2 separate regions of the Mus musculus genome follow, and region 1 is linked to region 2. A link is a contact called in public Hi-C data. All regions are on one chromosome and are shown on one strand. Each heading gives the region's core, a stretch centred on a gene start, on an enhancer-like site or on the middle of the called end of the contact. The rest is flanking DNA. Distances are from core to core; before and after follow the strand shown. Region 1 overlaps Gm16271 (predicted gene 16271). Region 2 overlaps Nt5dc3 (5'-nucleotidase domain containing 3).

Region 1 (5,983 bases), core at 2,387-4,886, 180 kb before region 2:
CAAGGACCATGAGTGTGTGTGTGTGTGTGTGTGTGTGTGTGTGTGTGTGTCTGTGTCTGTGTCTGTGTATAGGTCTGTGTATCTGTGTATGTCTGTGTGTCTGTGTGTGTGTCATCTATGTGTGTCTTTGTGTGTCTATGTCTGTGTGTGTCATCTATGTGTGTGTCTGTGTGAGCCTTACGTAAGCTCATTATTGTGCAGTGTTGGCTATCAGAAGGGCAAGATGAGCCAGCACGTGCTTCTCTCTGGGAGGCTCCTAACTAGCAGAGCCCCAGCTAAGCTATGAAAAAAAGAATCAGTTCATTAATTTTGTGCCCCTTGCTGTGGAGCTGCGTGAACATGATTTTGAGTTCTGTGCCCTCACCTCCTGCAGTGTCCCACCCTGCTGAAACTCGTCTGCAGGACTGGGAATATAGAATGTTTGCCCAGTTTGCATAAAGTCCCCCCACCCCACCCCCACCCCACACACACCTCTGGGAATTAGATCCCCAGCACAAACCAGGCATAGTGGTGCATTCCTGCAATCCCAGCATTTAAGAAACAGAGGTGGGAGTTTCAGAAGCTCCCTGGCCACATAGGGGGCTGGAGATGAAATTGGGTACATGAGAACCTGCACCCCCCCCCCAAAAATTACTGGTGCAGAAAACCTGTCTCAGGCTCAGGCTGCTGGGTTCTCTTTCTCTTCTCATTTTGGTAGTTGGAGGAACCAAAATCACACCCCTCTGGACTGCAGCTAGAGCCCTGTCTGGTAGCTGGAACCTGACAATGACTTTATTTCCTAGGTGTTCCTGTTCCCTGGCTCTGGGTTGGCATGACCAGTGCTCTGTCTTCAGGCCACAGCAATGACGAAGGGGACATGCAGAGAAGTCACCTGACCTTCCAGTGCAGTGAGAACAGCCTGCTGGCTCTGGGAAGAGAAGGGCGTCTCAGCTTCACGATTCGCTTCCCCGGGACATGGCTTCATCCCGCCGCAGCCAACACCAATGACCTGTTTCAGAAAAACAAAGATAAATAAACATGTCGCTTGCTTCCAGGATGTCCTGAAACTCCATTCGTCTCCACTGTGGAGCCTTTGACTCCCCACAACAGTGAAAGGGGCCTGTTCAGAACTCTTGTTGGCCTCGAACTCAGAAATCCACCTGCCTCTGGCTCCCAAGTGCTGGGATTAAAGGCATGCACCACCACCGCCCAGCTAAGATTTCTCTCTCTCTCCCTCTCTTTCTCTCTCTCTCTCTCTCTCTCTCTCTCTCTCTCTCTCTCTCTCTCTCTCTCTCTCCCTCTCTCTCTCTCTCTCTCTCAGCTTTATTATTACTATTATCTTATGTGCATTAATGTTTTCCCTGCATTCATGCCTGGTGCCTAAGAGAGGTCAGAATCACCCAGAGCTAGACTTACAGACAGTATAAACCTCCATGTGGGTGCCGGGAATCCAACCTAAGACCTCTGGGAGAGCAGCAACTGCTCTTAACCTCGCGCCATCTCTCCGGTCGGGGAAATTCTTATACCTATCAGATACGTGTCTTGTTTTACATCTCTGACGATTACCTTTGTCATTTCTACAAGAACCACAAGACAGAAAAAAACTCAATTTGGGCCACTGCAGAGGACAGATAAGCCATCTTTTGAAGTCTTTGTTCGGTGTGTGTCTTCAGTGTCACTCGTACCATCAAAAGTGTTTAGCTTGGAGACCTTTATTTAACTCTCCCCATTCCCCTGGCTGTTGAGGTTTGGTCTGTGCTGTGTACTGAAAAGCTGAATACTGGCCCTGGTTGAGCTCAGGGTGGATGAATCATGAAAGCGCAGCCATGAGGGCTGGCCAATTGGAGTTAAGAGCATCCCAGATGTAACCCAACAACTGGAACTCAGGATTCCTGGCAGGGGAGGAGACAAAATAGCTTAGAGGGTAGATATCTGCGCAGCTCTAGCGCTTTAAAGGCTTATTATAAAGATAAGAGGTTGTGTGTCTTTTATCTGAGAACTGAATGATTAAAAGCAGGGGAGGAATCCCTGATTGAGATTTAATACACTTACTACAACACCTGGCCTCTCTCTTCCAACGGTGCATGTTATAGGAAAGGTACAAATTCTATTCCAAAAGCCTCTGCTGTTCACTCAACTCATCTCCACAAAACCTGTGCCACCCAATGGAACAAACATCTTCACGTCTCTGGGCCTCAGCTCTCCTGTCCGGACAGCTAAAATCTCTGACTCCCTGTTCACAGAACCTCTGGAATGTTGTAAGAAAGTTCCCAGCATGCACCACAAACATTTGATCCTTCCCTATCTGCAAAAGAAGACTTTAGAAGTAGGAGAAGTCAATCTGGAAGAGGTAAAGGACATTACTCAGAATAGTTTAAGGGGGAAATGGATATTGGATTCGATTAACTGGAAACATGGGCGTGTTTTCTTAGGACCTTGAGAAGTCTGGACCTGTCCTTCTCTTTAGAAAAGGTTGGCCCTCTCCATCTCTCTAGAGCAGGCCGGCTCTCTCTCTCTCTCTCTCTCTCTCTCTCTCTCTCTCTCTCTCTCTCTGGCTGGCCCTCCCCCTAGCTCAGTGTTCTTGCTCATCTCCACATCATTTCCTAAGCATGAGTTCTCTTCAGGGTGACTCGAAGCCTGCCTCTCAGTCCTCTAAGTCCAGTGGAAGAGGGTCAAATACTACATGAGAAAAGCTTCTAAAAAGTATTTGCTGTTTTCATATTTGTTAAAATACAGAACTTAACTGAGTGTAGTGTGTGTTTACTCATGATGTCTACTTTATCCAGAGCAAGATGATGCTACTGTTAATGGAAGGAAGGAAAATGCACCTGAGGTCACAGCACGCGCACACACACACACACACACACACAGAGAGAGAGAGAGAGAGAGAGAGAGAGAGAGAGAGAGAGAGAGAGAGAGCAGCAGGTCTGTGACTAGGAACTGGGTTTCTTTCTTATGTCTATCCTGAGGCCAGTGTTAATCTGTATGTCTGTATGGTAGACAGAGGAAGATGTTTTCTTTTTTCATGAAAAGGTCAATTACATGCAAGCATAAAGCTTAAAACCAAAACAGAATGTGGAATTCATTGCCATCCACTTCATTATTTAACAGACAAAGGCTCCAGGACTTCAGTACTTAAGATATCTGTGTACATGAGACAGAATCAGCTCTCAGGCTCTGATTTTCTCCAATGTGATCATAGAAATTCCCTCTGTTTCTCTGACAATCAATGTCACCTAGGAAAGAAGGTGTTCGGGAGCTGACTTATGTTTGTAGCACTTTGAGAGAAAAAGCCCTTCTAGTGAGTGAGTGCTCAGCATATGCCTCACCAGAAAGAGGTCACGTGTCCACAAAGAGGTGTGCACACATGGAGGCAGGAACTTCCTCAAAATGTGTGCATGACCCAGTACAACCCACTTACACACACACACACACACACGCACATGCACACACATACATTCCACACCTCCCAGGGAACCCTGCCCTGTCCCTGTTCAAAGACAACTTCCCTTTGTTGACAGCAATTGTGCCAGCTGAGCGACTCTTTTGAGTCACACAACAAAAAGGCTTGCAAAGAGGCAGCTTTCAAGACCTAATCTATGGTGAAGACCACCCCTTCCAGACAAGTAGGGTGGCTGTCAGCTGCCAGCCACATTCCAGGGATGGGAGGCAGTATGTGCCCTCTGCCCAGAGCCACCTCAGCCCCACCCAATAAAGGGCAAGGCCTGCATCCCACAGACAACATTCCTCCGCCGTACAGCTGCGCCGTGTTTCAACACGCCCCATTGTACTGCTGATTTAATGAGGCCTCTACGACACTGGGTTTGGAGACCGTCATCAGGTTGCCAAAGCTCGAGACACTTGAGCTTCTTGGGTTCCTCTATCTGAGAATTCTGGGCCATTAGTGAACATATTTTAAAATAAGCACAATAATAATAACCCCTTTACAGACAAGTGGGACTTTGTTAATTCTCTCCTTGTCCAAACTAAGGAGTATTAATAGCAAACAGAGCACCCACTTTGCAGACATAAGCCAGCTTCAACTCTGCAACATGCTAGCTGGGAGAATTTTCTGAACGACATTAAACTTCAATTCCTCAGCTGTAAGATGAACTTGCTAACCTCATCTTCCTTAAAGGACCACCAGAGAGCTGAGTTACAAAACAAACAAGCAAACAAAATGACAGAGACCCCCTCAATATTATCCAGTCCCTCAAACGAGCTCAACAAACAGGAGGTATTATTCCTTTATCAGAATATATGTAATGCTAGAAAACCAGTCGGAACAATTTTTACATCCCTGTTATCTGAACCTTCTCCTGACTGTCCTTTCCCCTAACAATTCCAAGAATGTGAGTTATCACCCGAAAGTGGTTTGAACAGTGACTGGCAGATGATATGTTACTTCCTGCTATTGTTACTGTTGTTGTTCATAGCAGCACTATTATTACTGAGTAAGAAATAAACCACCGTACTTGTGGAGATAAAAATCAATCAACAGAACCTATCTGATTACCCCACATATTTCTGCTCTGAAAGGGTCACGTTCTGTAGTCCTGGCTGACCTGGAACTCTTTTTGTAGACCAGGCTGGCCTCATGCTCCTAGACATCTGCCTGTCTGTGCCTTGCAAGTGCCTTTAAAGCTCTGTGGCTCCATGCCTGGCCTTTGACATGCGATTTTAAGAGGAAAAAAGAAAATAAAACTTATAGGAAAGTGAGATAAAATATGGTCACAATTTAGCTAAAGCGGGAGTTGTCCAAACCAACACCCACAAGGAAAAGTGGTGTTACCCGTCACACACTTTGTAAATCGTTGTAAATAGTTGTAACAACCCACTCATTTGTCTTCACGTTGTCCATTGTTATTAATCATACTATAAGAAAATAATGTAGCTGCCAGATAGATACACTTATGGCCTATAAAGCCAAAGATTTTACCCTCTGGTCCTTTACAGAGAAAGCTCGCTGACCTTCAAGTCTGAAGAGAACACAGGGATTTAACAACAGCATCTTACATGGAGTATGTCATCGTTGGATTTGTTTTCAAGAATGAAGCAAGTGAATAAATGAAGAAGCAGGAAACAGTTGATGGATTGTCGTCCCTGACCCGCAGGGCTTCATAAAATCACAACCACCTCATACTGGTGTGTCAGCTCTGCTATTGTCCCAAGGAACTGCCTGTACCATTGTTGGGAATGAATGGGCCATAAATAGTGCTTGGAAATCAGATAATAATACAAGGTTCCTTCGAGCTGGCTTCAAGTGGTCCTCGTTCTCTTCAAGTCAGGGAGGGGAAGCTGGTAACTGATGAGTGTATATCGGACTTGGCCCTGAGGTCATGTGGAGAATGGAGGGCAAAGGAGAAAGATGATAGTCTAAGACTAAAGGATGCACCTGTCTCCAGCAGAATGAAGGAAATGACTGTGAGTGGTTCTCAGTCCTGCTGAGCACGTCAGTACACTGAGAAGACCAGCCTCTACAAACAGACATCAATCAATCACAAGCACTTAGAGTGCAAAACCTAGACAAAAGCTGGTTTAGATCTAGTTAGAATTTGGGATGTTGATTGTTATCACAATTATGAGCTAAAGTTTGTATGGGAGCTCCTAGTCTAACGGTGTTTTCTCAGACACCCCCATGGCATGGTGTGGGCCTAGCTTTAGCTTTTGATCTCTATGCTCATCTGTAAGAGTTTAGTATAGTGTCAAGAGCTCAGGGTCCTTGAACAAGACCAGATGAATGAATTGAGTCTGATAGCACAGGTTGTAACCCTAGCACTTGAGAGGTTGACACAAGAGGATCACCACAAATCTGAGGCCAGGTTGGGCTCCATAGTCAATTCCATGTCTTCCAGGGCTACATAACAAGACCTTATTAAAAAAGAAAAAGAAAAAGAGTTAAGTGAACAATGGAATGGTAGACCAGTTGTCAGATTTACTGTGCAATAAGGCCAACATTCGACGATGTCCTTGATTGAGAGATTTGGAGTGAGGCCCTTCCTCA
Region 2 (6,313 bases), core at 2,318-4,817:
CCATCATCCCAACACAAATAGAAGTGAGCACACTGGGAACACGACACTCACAGGAGACATGAATGAGGGTCTGTTCAGCACAGCAAGGGCACGGTGGCGTGCCCACAGATGCCAAGTCTATACACACACGCTTAAAATATATTAAGGTAAGGCCTTCAATATTTATAAACTCATCCAAGCCCAGTAGCAAATTTTCTGAATATTCCTCAATTCTGTATTTCCTCAGTATGTCCCACAAGACAGTGTACCCCACCCCAACTCCCCCAACATCACCACACACTGTGTATGCCTGCCAGCCACCACCTGCCCAAGGAAAGCTCACACAGTTTCTATTTATAACTTAATCCTAAAGCCCAGAAACCATCTACATTTCACCCTTTCTCAATCCCCTTCTGTGGGTCCACTCACTTCCTTCTTTGGAGGAGCTGGGAATTGAACTCAGGGCCTCAAAGCATGCTGGGTAAGCACTCTACCACTAAGCTGTGCTCCCAACCCTAGGATTTTTTTTTTTAACCTTTGATTTATTTTCATAGAAATGGTCTCACATCTGGGGGGAAAACCATGTTTTGCAACTGGCTTAAATACCCATAAACCGATAGGTCTAACACACATACCAGGAGATACAACTCAAGCTTTTATTTGGCTTTAAGTTCATTATCACAACATAGACAATCAACACGTAGAATAAATAGCAAATTCACATTCCGAATAAATAGTAAACCTACTTTGTATTTATTGTGCCTGATACCACACAGGCACAGTCATCCCACGACACGAAACAGTGAGGAAATGGGCCTACATTGGAGCTCTAGCCTGTGCTAACAGGAGAATACAGGGGCACTTTTGGAGGAGCAGACTGGAGACAAAAGTGTCATGCAGGAAGGCCTTCTGAGGGACACTGCTGGGATGGACACCTGGGAGGGGAAGACCAGTTGTTGCAGGGCAAGCACAGGAAGGTCTTAGGAGCCCCAAAGGGAGCTCTGGAGCTGTCCCCAAAGTAGTGTTGGAGAGACCAGGCTCTCGACCCTTCACAGGGAACAGTCATGGAATATACACCCCCAGGAAAGGCATGTGATCTGGGGCAAGGCAGAGAAACCCATCAGCCGGCCACACTCCAGCCCCTGGGATGAGCCGGCCTTCAGTCCTGGGTCCAGCAGAGTAACGAAAAGGGGCAACAACTCGTAGCTTAAATCCACACAGTGAAGCAATCTCAGCTTAGCGCTGGCCGTGCAGAAACAGATACACATGGTAGACAGGGCAGCTAAGGGGACACAGCACGCTGGCTTAGACCTCACACTAACTATCCAAACTGGAAGGCTGCTCCACTGGCTCTAAGCAGAGAATCTTGCCATCCCAGCCTGAGGCAGCAAGCCACACCCTGTGCTGATGAATCAAATCCCAATGGAACAGTGTGTCTATTCCTACAGAAGCGGCAACCAGAATGGCCTGCAAAGCTGAAAATGGTTCCCTTATTAGAAAAGGGCCCCCTCCTCTTCCTTCCCTTTGCTTAACCAATCCGTGGTCTAAAATGTTAGCTGAACTCAAGAACCTAGCTCACAAATATTAAGGCCAAAACCACAAATAAATAAATAACAAGGAAATAAAGGAGAGAGAAAAAAATCCACCCAATGAAAGGAAATCATGCCAGGCCGGGTGGTATGCTCCTCTTATCCCAACACACTGTGGGGGCAGAGGCAAGCAGATCTCTATAAGTTTGAGGCCAACCCACTCAACATAGTAACTTCTAGACCAGCCAGAGCTACACACTGAGACCCTGTCCCAAACTAACAAACAAAAGAAGGTCCTCAGGAGGGAAAGAATGGATCGGCTCCCTAAGCAGCTGAAGAAAACCACCAAGGAGCTCTGCAGCTGGCCAAATGTAGTCTCTTGAGCATTTTAGTCAAGAGCCCCCAAGTAGGGTTTTGGCAGCAAGTGAGCATTTGGATAAAGTGGAACTGTAGTGTTTAGCACTTGCCGAAGGGAGGGGAAAGCCATTTAGTTCACCCAAAGCTAAATTAGGTAGATGGCACGAGAGCTTTTCACTTCTCCCTCATTGCAATAAATGAGAGGGCTGATGTGTTCAAAGCAACCTATAATTTAGTCTGGGATCTGACCAAATCAGCAGCAGGTGTACTAATGGTGAAGTGGGGAGCACGACAGAGACAGACATGGGTAGACAGCCAAAGGAGGAGAGGAGAGGAAGGGAGGGGGAAGGAGGAGAGAAACAGGGAGGAGGAGAGAAGGGGAGGAATGGACAGGGGAGGGGGAAGGAAGAGGGGAGGGGAGGGGAGGGGAGGGTGTGCTATCTTAGGAGGAAAATCAAGAGCTTTAAATACTCAGAACCTGAGATATTTTTAAAGCCAGCTCTCCCCTGAAAAACCAACTGAGAAACCCCAAGCAGTGCAAACTACTCCAGTGGCCCCTGATGGCACCATGACCTTGCTGGACATCAGACTGGCAGAGATTGCCCTTAGACTGAATTGTTGTTCACATGATTCTAAGAAAATCAGTCTAAGCAATGTCAAAAAAACAAAACCCTACAAATTAAAGATATTAAAAATAATTTTACTGTTCGGTTTACAGTTTGATTTTTTTTTTCCGAGACAGGGTTTCTCTGTATAGCTCTGGCTATCCTGGAACTCACTTTGTAGACCAGGCTGGCCTTGAACTCAGAAATCCGCCTGCCTCTGCCTCCCGAGTGCTGGGATTAAAGGCGTGCGCCACCACACCCGGCCTACAATTTGATTTTTTTAAAGGTGAAAAAAAGACCCACCTCCCCTTGTACTGCCCTCAACGTGTACAAAAATACTCTAGAAATACTCTAGAATACTCTAGAAAGAAGAAAATACCACAGCGCAGCAGGTCAGACCCCAGCCAAGAGTCCCAGGGACAAGCTAAAACTTGTCCTGGCTACACTAGATGAGGACAGTAACAGGGAAAACGCCCCATTCTTCCTGCAGGGATGCCGTGCCAGCCATGCAGCCAGATCACAGTTTGCATGTCTGGTGCGACAGCCTCGCTGATCCCAGTACTGCCACGCTTGGAGACCTCGGGACTGTGATCCTCCAGACAGGAATAGGCTGTAAGATTCACTTCTCAAACCCAGGAGATGTCTTCCTCCCCCAAGGCTCAGGTCGCCTACTGTAGGCATAAGAAAACATCGCTACCTCAATCTTGAGTAAATAAACCCTCGAAACTGTCCACACCAGAAGAGTAGACAATTCGACCAAAGATTCCTCCTACAAGCACAAGTTAGGGCTTAGGGCATCCGGGCAGCATGCATCCTTTTAGGACCCTGACACTGAGCAGCTGCCAAAACCCCCGATGGCTAACACTGGGGAACGGGAACACAGGAACAGAAAAATGCCCATCTCATTCTAAAAAGGAGCAGAATACTGAACCCCCGTGTTTAGAACACAAGAAGGGGGAAGGGAGACTGAAGGGTCACCTTGACAACAATGTTAAACACTACCAACATCAAAGATCCCATGCTAACACACAGCATTACAGTGAATGCTGCACAGCTCCGTTAGCTTCTGCACATTGCCAGGCAGTCAGCAACCGGCCAAGGGAGCAGCCCTCAACAGCTGGTTAAGATCTACTCATTGCGGGTTAAGATGCCAGAGCGCAAGCGCTCGCCACAAGTCTCCGTCATGGTCCTGCCTTTCTTTACACTTCTGCATGCATGCACACACACACAGTTGCAGGAGGCTGAGGCCGGAGGATTGAGTCCAAGGCCAGCCCAGGCTCCAAAGCAAGACCCTACCTGGGGGGACTCGGGGGGGGGGGGGGGGAGCAGAAGCAGCAGCAGCAGCGCCACAAGAGCACAAAATGAGTCAGGCCAGGTGACAAGGCTAATCTGGCCACGAGCACTTTCGTGGCATTTGCAATGAACGTGGCGTCTGCAACGAAAACGCCATTAAACAGAACTGTTGATAACAGAGCAGCCAGTCCTGTGGTGCCTAAGCAGCAAAAGTGTTCAAAGCTACTACAATCAGATGTAATCAAGGATTCATCCCTCCAGAGGGGGAAGGACAGAAGCAATTTCCCCAGCTTGGCTCTCAGCATGAAATGTGGCATTCCCACAGCGAGCTGTCTGTGCTGGATGTCTAACACACAGGCTAGCCCTGGCCACAGGCTGAGTCTTTCTTGTCTTCTATAATGTCCAAAACACTGGCTGAAAGGCAATTTTAGTGCGAGTGGCTGTCTTCTCCCACTTTTCCTAGGGAGGAGGGAGCCCACCCATCACCCCTTTGGGGCAGACAAAGCCACTGTGACAAATGCTTCCTGTTTTCCCTCAACAAAGTCATTCCAGGAGGCTGTGAATTTTATGGGAAAATGTCCTTGAAAGCCTAGGACCAGGAGATGGGGGAACTGGCCACAGGTAGGGCTGCTCCCTCAGGAACCTGCTTCCTGGTGTGCTGCAGATCACCACGCCCTTGCGGTCCCCAGTGCTGCTTGTAAACAACCAAGAAATGTCTCACAGAATCAAGAAGTGTCCACTCTCCACCTACGGAACACAGGCAGCCATCAAGAGGTCTCACTTGTCAGAAGCCATCAAGAGGTCTCACTCATCAAGAGGCCCACGTTGCTGGTTCCACTATAAGCAAGGTCTCATCAGGGTTTCAACACTGTTGTGTGGAGAAGGGCCGGGAGGCCCCAGGCGGCCAGCTCCTGCCTCAACCTGGACAGGACAGTATTCATAGTAAGATAGAAAAAATACAAAAGGCGCATCTGACTCTGGGAAGCAACTCTGAGGCTGCCTGACCCTCTGTGAGGCCACGAATGCTTCTGGCTTTTGCCTCAGGCAAACACAGGACTACTTGGCCTGAGCCTCCTGCAGCAAAGGGGCTTTGAAGGCAGACGGGCTGTCCGACCATGCAGGGAGCTCATGTTGCAGAGGAGTCCTCCTGGGGTAGAATGTGTGGTGGACGTCGTAGTTCAGAAGGCAGCTCAGAGACGCCATGTAGATGTCAGCGAACCTCGACAGCCGCCTCAGGAAGTAGGTTGGATTCTGGTCTGTTCGGAACAAGCTCCCAAACTGGGCGTTGAAGAAACTTTTGGTCATTTCTCTGAAATATCATGAAGGAAAAAGAAAGCACAGAGAGAAGTTTTTAAAGGTTTTGTTTTTTTGTTTTTGTTTTTGTTTTTTGAAAGAAAAAACAAAACTTGAGTAAAAATATCTTTAAAACAAAACCGACTGGAAAGAAAAAGCAGCCAACTAGCCACGGGCAGACCTAATACCAGTCAGGAAAAACCTGTAAGTCAGGTATGGGGCCCACACACCCCTGAGGTCAAATCAGGCAGCCAGCCTGGGCTACAGAGATATGAGGCCCATGCCTGTAACCTTAACACCAGAGGGCTGAGGTTAGACGATTAGGAAGCTAGCCTGGGCTAAGCAATGAGACCCTGTCTTACAAAACAAATAAACAAACCACAAAACACCATCTGTCCAGCCAGCTCTCAAAATAGCCTGTTTTACATCCCTGGCTCTGTATCAGTTAAGATGCTACTTCAAGGTTGCACCATGAATTACGCGCATCAGAGTGGGCAGAGCTGCTTCAGAGCTACTGAGACAAAGAGTTCTCCATGGTGCCAAGAACTAAGCAAGGCACAGAAATAAAATGCTGTAAAGCATTCTCTCCTGGAGGAATTACAATTATTGTGTTGATCTCCACCTCCAAGGACAGACCTTCAAATGCTTCGCACGCCCCCTCCTAGCCTAGCCTGCAGCATCTTCAGTCAGTCAGTCACCAAAGCCACGGTGTTTCCCCTCTTCAGTTAAACCTCTGTGCATTCCTATCAACATCCTCCACACAGCCTACTCCAGCAAAATGGATTAATACCATTTAAACGGTGTTAGATTCCTTACTAACATGGGAAACGCTTAACTTGTTGCACACGGTGCATAAAAGTCACATACTAATAGCAGTTGTCTGTTGTCACTGACGACTAATACGATCACAGCTGTTAAAACCCCAGCTAGGTCGCTGCAGGTAAACAACATAAATGGTATTTAAATGTTCACTGCAACACCTCTTTAAGACGTTGAAACGAAAGCTTACAGGGGCTGGATAGGTGGTTCTGTGGTTAAGAACACTTTTTGTTCTTCCAGAGGGCCTGGGTGTGATTACAAGTGCCACATGGCAGTCCACAACTGTCTATTACTCCAGTTCCAAGGGATCTGATGTCCTCTTACAGTGGACCCAGGTTCAACTCCCAGCACCCATGTGGCAGCTCACAACTGTCCATAATACCCAGGGGGCCTGATGTCTTCTTCTGACCCCCATGGCCATAAGGCAAGCACGAGATT

Evidence for each region. A called contact is a pair of places that touch in the nucleus more often than the background predicts.
Region 1: a contact with region 2 is called in a Hi-C map of myocytes, with 2.0 times the contacts expected there. The contact joins two enhancer-like sites. A contact is called at or near these places in 5 of 39 promoter capture datasets (embryonic stem cells, hippocampal neurons, liver and 1 more), 3 of 484 Hi-C or Micro-C datasets (adipose-derived mesenchymal stem cells, myocytes and ventral hippocampal neurons) and 1 of 9 other capture datasets (pancreatic islet).

Annotation. Positions count from the first base shown.
Region 1 is chr10:87,013,979-87,019,961 of GRCm38.p6, reverse strand. Gm16271 (predicted gene 16271) reads right to left here. Exons shown (of 5, transcript NR_165263.1): 3 at 877-988. Among named protein-coding and RNA genes, the nearest start is that of Stab2, 9.0 kb to the right of the region's middle. Within about 2 kb of position 3,636, at least 27 of the 459 cell types and tissues checked have an H3K27ac peak or open chromatin away from gene starts, as enhancers often do. A contact at or near this core is called in myocytes, where this site is marked.
Region 2 is chr10:86,832,690-86,839,002 of GRCm38.p6, reverse strand. Nt5dc3 (5'-nucleotidase domain containing 3) reads right to left here. Exons shown (of 14, transcript NM_175331.3): 14 at 614-5,072. The coding sequence ends at 4,820. Among named protein-coding and RNA genes, the nearest start is that of Nt5dc3, 57 kb to the right of the region's middle. Within about 2 kb of position 3,567, at least 13 of the 459 cell types and tissues checked have an H3K27ac peak or open chromatin away from gene starts, as enhancers often do. A contact at or near this core is called in myocytes, where this site is marked.